3 separate regions of the Mus musculus genome follow, and regions 2 and 3 are each linked to region 1. Evidence: chromatin contacts called from public HiChIP or PLAC-seq data. All regions are on one chromosome and are shown on one strand. The core of a region is the stretch at or near the end of the contact, and the rest is flanking DNA. Distances in the headings are between cores, read along the strand shown.

Region 1 (2,986 bases), core at 425-2,924:
AAAAAGAAAAAGAAAAAAAGGAGAAGAAGAGGAGGAGGAGGAGGGAGAGGAAGAAGAGGAGGAGGAAGAAATGCATGGTCGGTCTGCTTTTGATGATGCACGCCTGTAATCTTAGTATTAGGGAGGCCAATCTGGGAAAGTCAGGAGTTTAGAGAGTCTGGATTATTTAATAAGATTCTGTTTCCAATATATAATATACATGTAGCTGTGAGCATAACAGTATAAGCATTTTCCTCAAGACCAAATCTCAAAAGGAACAGAGATGTTTCAAGAACAACATGAGTGAGTAGATAGGCCATCTCCCCCCCTCCCTTGCAGAAAAACCCAACAACTTTTGAAGTCGGGGATTATTAAACTCAGAGCCTGGATCCTACTGGCAAGTTCTTTTCCACTGAGCCACCTTGTATCATTCTTATTTTACTTCTGTTATAATCTTGAAGGAAGCCAGAGGCATAATGGCACGTGCTTTTGATCCTAGCACTTGGGAGGCAGAAGCAGGTGAATCTCTGTGAGTTCAAGGAGTTCAAGGCCGGCCTCATGTACATAGCGAGTTTCAGGACAGCGAAGTCTGTGTAGAGAGATTGTGTATCAAATAAAAAATTTAAAAAAAAAAACTAAACAAAGTAATAATTTAAGAAAACTTTGAAGGAACAAGTTACTTTTTCAACAGTATAAGCTAAAAATAATATAAAACAGGAAAGCTGGACATTATGCTAAACATCTGCTATGTGGTGGGATTGGATAAGAATAAGATTTAGTTTAGAGGTAGCTCACAGTTTAGAGGTAACGAGTTTGAGGGAATTTAATCTAAGGTCAGGGCGCCTGGCACCCATGTGGTGCATGTAGACTCACACAGGTCCATATATAAAGGTGAACATACATAAATCTGTTTAAAAAGAGCATAATTTACTTTAAATAAATTTATATTTTCAAAACTTTAAGGAGGAATGGGGAAGTAGTGTAATTGGTAGAGTGCTTGTCTGGGTTCCATTCCTTCCACAGCACTGAATAAACCAGGCATGGTGGTACATACCTGTAATCTTAGCACTCAGAAGCAAAAGGATTGGGAGTTCAAAATAGGCCTTTACTTCATAGCGGATTGGGGCTCAGTTTGAACTATTAAAAAGACTTAAATGGATTGGCTTCTGGAGTTGAAGAGTCTCAGACGTGACCTCAGAATTATTTTAATCCCCCTGCTCCCAACACACACTTCATGGAGGAGAATGTAAGAAGAACTGGGAGACTGGAGAGAAGTGCTCCGTAGACTGTGAACACACAAGTCTATTGCCCTACTATAATCTAAACTCACAAAAGTTGAAGAGATTATTTAAAAACAAATTCCAAGTATTTAGAAAAGAATAGCTTATCACCCAGAGCCAATATGGATTTCTAAGAAACAAGACATGCCAAACTGACCTCATTTTTACTCTCCCCCTACCCCCTGTTTTATAATTGCTTCTAGATTAGAGAATAGTAAAGACATGTTGTATCTTGACTTTAGCAAGCAGTTGACAAATTCTCCTTACTGTCCTTGTCAAAAAGATGATGAAGTGTGGGTAGATTGATTTACAGTTGTTTGCATGCTGAACCCACGCCAACAGGACTCAGGGTTAATCCAAATAATAGCCAGTTGCTTTATTCACTGATTTCTCAATGAGAACTGGTGGTGATTCAGAGTTTGCGTATATTCAGTAACTATGGGTTTGTAGCTGTGAATTCCTGACTAAGGAGTTGTATATTCAAACTTGACCGCCTGGATATTTTTATACAATTAAAATACCAATTACAGACATTCATCTAGCCAAACTATTTGTCTGATGTATATATTTTTAAACTTTATAAACCAGTTTCACTGTTCATATAAAAACCAAAGAATAGAATTCAAAGAGCAAAAAATTTTAAAGCATAGGCTGGCTAGGTAAGAATGTTCACATTATAAAGAATCTTTTGTTTGTATTTGTTTAATAACGTTTACATTAGCCTCAGGGAGATTTTTTTTTCATGCCCTTGAGATGTCAAGGTTCTGTGAATTAACCTGGGGGGAGGTGGGTAGGAGGGGAAGGGAGAGGGGGAGGAGAAGGAGGAGAGGGGAGGAGAGAGAGAGACAGAGACAGAGATCATATATAGATGTGCCTGCATTATATATTATACACCAGGATCATACAGTACCTATAGAAGTCATAAGAGGGCTTAGGGTCAGGAACTGGAATTGCAGGCAGCTGTGTGCCACCATGTGGGTGATTTGCAAGAGCAACAAGTGCTCTTAACTGCTGAGCCATCTCTGTAGGACAACAGTGTCCTTGGGAATTAATATATTTGTTGGCCTTCTGATAATCATTAGTAAACTACCTATTTAAGATTTTTTTAAATTCTTTGAAATTACATAGAAGAAACAATCGCTTTATTCTTTAGAAAGTTCTATTAGTTTCTGGAGACAGGGACGTCCATGGTGAATGGTTTATTTAGAATATTTTATTATCAGTTGTTAATCTTAAATAATGTCAACTCAGTTTTATTAAATTTTCATTATGTCTAATTGACTGGTGCTTACAGTATATTGTCTTGATTGTCAAGAAGCAATGATGGAGGGACTGGAGATTTGTCTCATCAGTTAAAAGCACTTACTGCCTTTGCAGAGTACCCTGGTTTGGTTCCCAACACCTACATGGTGGCTCACAACCATCCATAACTCTAGTTCCAGGAGATCTGAGACCCTCTTTTTGCCTCTTCCAACTCCAGGACACATGTGATGCACATAAATACATACATGCAGACAAAACACTCATACAAATAAAATAAGAACAAAACTTAGAGTTTCTAAAAATGTTTGCAGATATGATTTTCAGTTTTAGTGATGCTAAACACGAATGCTACATTCAGTGTCTAGTTGCACATTTTGTTTAAAATGCATTTTGGATTGCAGTTGTCTCTCATCCTTTTCTTTGTGACTGCCCATACCAGTAGGAGTTGATGGTAAAACCTAGTG
Region 2 (2,700 bases), core at 143-2,642, 290 kb before region 1:
ATGAGGGGTGGTGCTAGGCTACCGGCCTGGGGCTAGAACTGCCTGTCTGCGAGGCAGAGTTTACAGGAGAATGACAAGAGCCAGCACTGGATCAGTCAGCGCTGGATCCAGGGAGATGCACACCACATCTGCCTGGCCCCTGGAGGGAGCAGGAGGCCCTCAGTTTTCACACTTTGGAGGTTCCAGGCTCAAGAGAGTGATAAGATCTAGAGGAGGCAGAGTTCCCCTACCCCTGGATACTTTCTTCTTGCAGGAGCTAGATTGAGACCCTGTGCCATTCCCTTTAAGTGCCCCCTTACCTTGTCACCAGCTGAGTGGCTGGCAGGGGTTTCAGAGGGACTTAGGAAATGGATGACTTGGGAAATGGCTGGTGTCACTGTGTGTTTCCAGGGCATCCATCTTACCCAGCCTTTCTCTGAGGCTGTTCCACCCATTTGTTTTCACTATCGAGGGTGAGTCCCGGGCAAACCACCTGTACATGGAACGGCTGTTCAACGCCCAAACCTCCCAGTTTCATCAGGAGTCTGCTGCTGTTCTTCAGTTCTGCGGGGGTGGGAGGGGGAGGGGGAGGGGGAGGGGAGGGGGCGGGAGAGACTGGCTATCATTTGAAGTGAAAAATTGGACAGATCCTAAATGGGTTTGGGAAGGGGAATGGCTGTGCTTTTCTGCTTCCATTGCTCTGGGCTGCATTACGCTGCCATTAAAAATATATATAATCACGAAGATTATGTGGTGACTTGGAGAAATGCTCTCGTATAATGTTAAACAGAAATATCAAATCTCATTTTTTGTTGCCATGAATATAGCTGTAAAAATTATATGAACATCTAGATAAGACCAGAAAGGAGTATTTTTTAAGGATATAGGAGAGTAAGATCATGAGCATAATTTCACCTTTCTTGGTATATTCTGGTATCTAAATAAAAAGATATTTTAAGGGGCTACAGAGATGGCTCAGAGGTTGCTGCTCTTCCAGAGGACCCAAGTTTGTTTCCCAGTACCCATGTGGGGTGGTTCACTACAGCCTGTGACTCCAGCTTCAGAAGTTCCAAAACCCCTTTCTGGATTCTTTGGGCACTTGTGTGCAATGAACATACCCACCCATACATACACTTACAAAAAAAAAAAGATAGGAATAAATAAAAAAAAATTTAAATCTTGTGCACTGTCTCATACTTCCATCCTGCCCAGTTTCAGCCCTCCAACCCCCTCCCCCCCCAAAAAAAACCCACACACACAGAAGAGAAAAAAGAAGCTGAGCCAATGGATTTTTACCAGTCTGACTCCTTAGTATGCTATCAACTTTTCAATACATGTTCAGAGGAAAAGATATGACTGTTTTGAAAACAAACCTCAGGTGAACCCATTTCTCTGGTGGCATTCCTTCCAGTGTGTGGTGACTCACAGTGAACGGTGCCCCTGCAATGAGGGCCAAGGCAGGCAGGCAGCCAGCAGTCTAGGGAGGGGGGGATGGGGCTTGTACTCCTGGAGTAGACAGCAGAGGTGGACCTGGTAACCACAAAGCTGCTCACTTCTTCTTCATTGGATTTGGAAGTATGAACAGGAAAAACAAGAAATCAGCCTTTGACAGTATCTCCCAAAGGATGACGGGTTGAAGGCTTGGTTCCCAATCTGTGGTGCTGCTGAAGGGGGGACCTACCAGAATGAAGTTGGATCTCCAGGATACTTCTTTAAATGGGACATTAGACCCTCAGCCCCTTCCTCTCCTTATATTCCTGGCCGCCATGATATAGGCATCTCCTTTACAACTGGCTCCTGCCACAATATTCTGCCTTGCTTCAGAAATCTCAACCCCCATCTTCTGTAACAGAACCAACCTGAAACATCAAGTCAAAATGTTCCACTCACTGTGTGTCTGTGTCTGTGTCCGTGGTGTCCGTGGTGTCCGTGGTGTCCGTGTGTGTCCGTGTGTGTGCATGTGGAGGCCAGAGGTCAATGTCAGGTATCTTCCTCAGTTGCTCTCCACATGTGTGTGTGTGTATGTATGTATGTATGTATGCATGTATGTATGCATGTTTGTATGAATGTATGTATGTGTGTATGCATGTTTGTATGAATGTATGTATGTATGCATGCACGTATGCATGTATGTATATATGTAATCTTGGCTGTCTTAGAACTTTATTGTGTGAATCAGGCTGGGCCTCAACTCAGACTGAGATCTGCCTGCCTCTTCCTCTCAAGTGCTGGTCACCTTATTTTTTAAAAAACAAGGTCTCTCAATGATCCAAGAGTTCACCAATTCAGCTAAACTGGCTGGCCAAAAATCTCCAGGGGTCTGCCTGGGTCTGCCTCCCCAGTGCTGGGTTACAGATGCATGCCTGGATTTTTGGTGCTGGGGATCTGAACTTAGGTTCTCATGCCTGAAGGACAAATGTTTTACTGACTGAGCTACCTCCCTCTTCCTAACCTTTCCTCGGTTTTAAGTTGGTTTCCTCGGGCGTTTTGTTACAGTGATAGAGCACAGGAATGTGGATGGCATTCCTGCCACCAACCCATTGCAGAAGCTCAAGCTCAGCAGCGTCTCCCCAGATTAGGTCCAGTTTTAACCCCACTCTCCTTGACAGAGGGGCAGGAACACTCAAAGCAATGGTGCTGAGCGCTTGCCTTGCAAGTAGGAGGTAGAGGCCATCAGAAGGTTTCAAGATCAGCAACTGAGGGGCCAAGGCTCTTATGAAC
Region 3 (2,957 bases), core at 227-2,726, 430 kb before region 1:
AGCCATCTCTTCAGCCTCATGAGAAAATGATTTTAATGTGCCCTCTCACTGTCTGCAAGGGACAAATATCAACCCTTAAACCTCATTTACAAGGGTTCTTCCCTGGTGACCCAACTGCCTCCCAATAGCCCCCCCCCCCCTTGGTCGGGTGGTAGAAGGTTTGCTTAGGTTCATGAGGTCTTGGATTTGATCCCCAGCACCAAAAAAAAAAAAAACAGCTAACCAACCAACCAAACAAACAACCAACCAAACAACCAAAAAAAAGGCTCACTCTCTTTGTCCTTCTCTCCTTCACACACACACACACACACACACACACACACACACACAGAGAGAGAGACACACCACCACCACTTTGAGAATATGTCTAGCTGAGGACTCCTTGCTGGCCTGGCATTCTAGTTCTGGGCTGGAGGCATTGGTGCTGGCCTGGCTTACCCTTTTTGGGAGGTACTCCCTCTTAACAGTATCACATGGGGGTTAATATGTAGGCCATAATACTTTTCTGTCTTTTATCTCTCAGCAGTAAACAGAAGGAATTCTCTTTAAGTGACTGAAAGGACTTTTGGTGTCTTGAGGACAAGGGCTCATTCCACACAGGACTCTGCCACCCTGGAGGTCCTGGATCTGGAGAGTGCTAAACAAGGACAGCTGGGCTCAGGAATAATTCTTTATTTTAATATGGAGGAGAAGCCATCTCTGCTCAGGGGTGAAGGAGAGGCCGACTCTGATTCTCCAGCCAGCGGATGAAAGAAGCAGTCAGTGGAGAAGCAGCCTATTATCTGGACTCAGCCCCCCTCCAAACAATGCTTTTGTTGACACATTCTCAGCTCCTTTCCAGGGAGGGAGTTGGCTGATCTATGAAGTCTTCTAGCTTGGAGTCAGAAGGATCTGGGGGGGGGGGGGGGTGTCATCTCACCAGAATGTTGCCCCTGACCCAAACTGCAGTCTACTCCTATCTCTGCATTGGAATTCATAAACGCCGCTCCAAACCCCACCTTGTGCTCCCTCGGAATACCTTGGAAAAGGCAAGAATGCAAACGCCTGGCCCCGTCCAGGCTGTTAAAACAGAATTCCAGGGTGAGGCCCAGGAAGCTGTGTTTTAACAAGTCCTGCAGGGGATAATTAGGTATGCTGAGGTTTGGGAGATGGGGTGGGGGATGGAGAGAGAGAGAGAAACTCTTGCAGCTGTTAATGCCGGTCACTTTCCTACGGTTTTCCCTCAGCAGGCCCTGGGGTTTGTTTTTTTCTCCACTGTGGACCCCGTTCATTTTCCGCTGCTGTGGACTGAGGGGGACGCAGCAAGGGAAGTGGGAGGGAGGGGAAAGGGGTCAGCCAAGACAGTAGCGCCTTCTGGAATGGAAAGGCAAAGGCTTCGTGACAATGTCCCTTTGTCACTTTATGTTGATGGAACTGCAAGTCATTAGCAAGCCCAGGGGTTCGACTCGGTCATTCTTCGGGGCCAGATCGCCCTCTGCTGCCCACCGGTAAATGACACTCTAGGACGCCAAGGAAAAGAGGAAGAGCAGTAGAGGGAGAGGAGAGGACAAGACCAAAAAGGTCACTAGGTCACCAATTCAGGATGTAACAAAATCATGGTAAAGTAGCGTTTGCTGGGAAGATTTAGCCAATGCAGTGGGTGTTTCCAGGGCACAGCCAGCAAACAGCAGAGTTCTGCCAAGAGCCCCACTATTCCCATGATTCCAAGCTCCACACTTGATTTGGTTCTGCAACCGCTTTCCCCTTTAGCTCACCCTTACCTCACCTTGGACAGTCAGGATGTTTAATAAAATAGGGAGACAGAAGAAGAAAAGTGATAAAAATTTTTGGTGTGCAGTCATTTATAGGCTTTAGTCAAGACTCAGCGTCCCCCTCCTGCCCCCAATCTTCCTTTCTCAGCCTCTCTTTGTTTTTTTTTTTTTTTTTTTTTCGTCCCGGGAAAGCACCAGGTCTTTCAGCCTTTCTTTTCCTGCCAGGGAACTCTTGCCCCACAGCTGTGGAGTCAGCTTTTCTTTCCAACTTTATTGCCCCACTTTATTGCTGTTGGGAATGAAGGTTCATGTAGGTCATTGGTTGAAAGAGCAAGGATTTCTTCCCAGCATAAAAGCTCAGGCTAGCAGTAGCTCCTGCCAGCCATGAGCAATGACCCATTTCCTCCAGTCTCTGACTGTACGGATCTCCAGAGTGCCTCAGCTCTCAGTACCCAAGTCCAGGTTTCCGTAGCAGATTCAGCTCCTGCCCAGGAGCCCCTTTCCTGGTCAGGTGTGGGAAATTATTTAAACGGTTGCAAAAGGTTTGGGGTGAAAGTGGGCCAGAAATGTGGGAGGTGGACGGGGGTGGGGGTGAAGGTTCAGGTAGGGAGGAGGCAAGAGTTCCAGCCAAATCCTACAGAACGTTCTGATGTCATGAAACACTTGAACTCTGCCCCTAACCGCCTGTAAATCGGATGAGTATGTGTGGTTGAAGCCAAGCCTTTCAACCCAAACATTTTAGATAAAACTCAGACCACATCTCTGCATCACTATTTTTTGTTTGTTTGTCTGTTTGTTTGTTTGTGTTTAGTTGTCTTTTTTGAGACAGTGTCTCACTATGTAGTCCTGGCTGACCTGGAATACTCTATGTAGACCAGAGTGGCCAGGAACTCATAGAGATTTGCCTGCTTCTGCCTCCTAAGTGCAGAGGTTAAATGCATGCAGCAGCATACTAGGTACATTTTTGCATGTTTAGATGTTTGGACTTGTATAGTTTTATATTTATGACCCCAAATATATGCCAGTAATCTATGTAAAAATCAAAGCATGCTGGACATTGTGGCAATCTCTGTGCTTGGGAGGCAGAGGATTTGAGACCTAAATTTGAGACCACCTTGGTCTACATAGTAGCAAGTTCCAGTTAGGGTTGCAGAATAAGACTCAGAGGGAGGGATCATCATCACCATCATCACCATCACCATCATC

The links. HiChIP or PLAC-seq counts read pairs in DNA pulled down with a chosen protein or histone mark.
Region 2: an HNF4G HiChIP or PLAC-seq map of pancreatic cancer cells shows a contact between it and region 1. The contact joins two enhancer-like sites. A contact is called at or near these places in 5 of 39 promoter capture datasets (cranial neural crest, frontonasal cranial neural crest, hippocampal neurons and 2 more), 2 of 15 datasets of contacts at CTCF or cohesin (the NIH/3T3 cell line and large pre-B cells) and 1 of 115 datasets of contacts at active chromatin or transcription factors (pancreatic cancer cells).
Region 3: a contact with region 1 is called in a FOXA1 HiChIP or PLAC-seq map of pancreatic cancer cells. The contact joins two enhancer-like sites. A contact is called at or near these places in 1 of 39 promoter capture datasets (frontonasal cranial neural crest), 1 of 115 datasets of contacts at active chromatin or transcription factors (pancreatic cancer cells) and 1 of 9 other capture datasets (embryonic trunk).

What each region holds. Positions count from the first base shown.
Region 1 is chr3:104,108,294-104,111,279 of GRCm38.p6, reverse strand. The region is part of intron 1 of Magi3 (membrane associated guanylate kinase, WW and PDZ domain containing 3); the gene reads left to right. Among named protein-coding and RNA genes, the nearest start is that of Magi3, 110 kb to the left of the region's middle. Within about 2 kb of position 1,674, at least 10 of the 459 cell types and tissues checked have an H3K27ac peak or open chromatin away from gene starts, as enhancers often do. A contact at or near this core is called in pancreatic cancer cells, where this site is marked.
Region 2 is chr3:104,400,098-104,402,797 of GRCm38.p6, reverse strand. No RefSeq gene overlaps it. Among named protein-coding and RNA genes, the nearest start is that of Gm38412, 7.7 kb to the left of the region's middle. Within about 2 kb of position 1,392, at least 6 of the 459 cell types and tissues checked have an H3K27ac peak or open chromatin away from gene starts, as enhancers often do. A contact at or near this core is called in pancreatic cancer cells, where this site is marked.
Region 3 is chr3:104,540,055-104,543,011 of GRCm38.p6, reverse strand. No RefSeq gene overlaps it. Among named protein-coding and RNA genes, the nearest start is that of Gm34490, 14 kb to the left of the region's middle. RefSeq lists an enhancer at 341-2,478. Within about 2 kb of position 1,476, at least 124 of the 459 cell types and tissues checked have an H3K27ac peak or open chromatin away from gene starts, as enhancers often do. A contact at or near this core is called in pancreatic cancer cells, where this site is marked.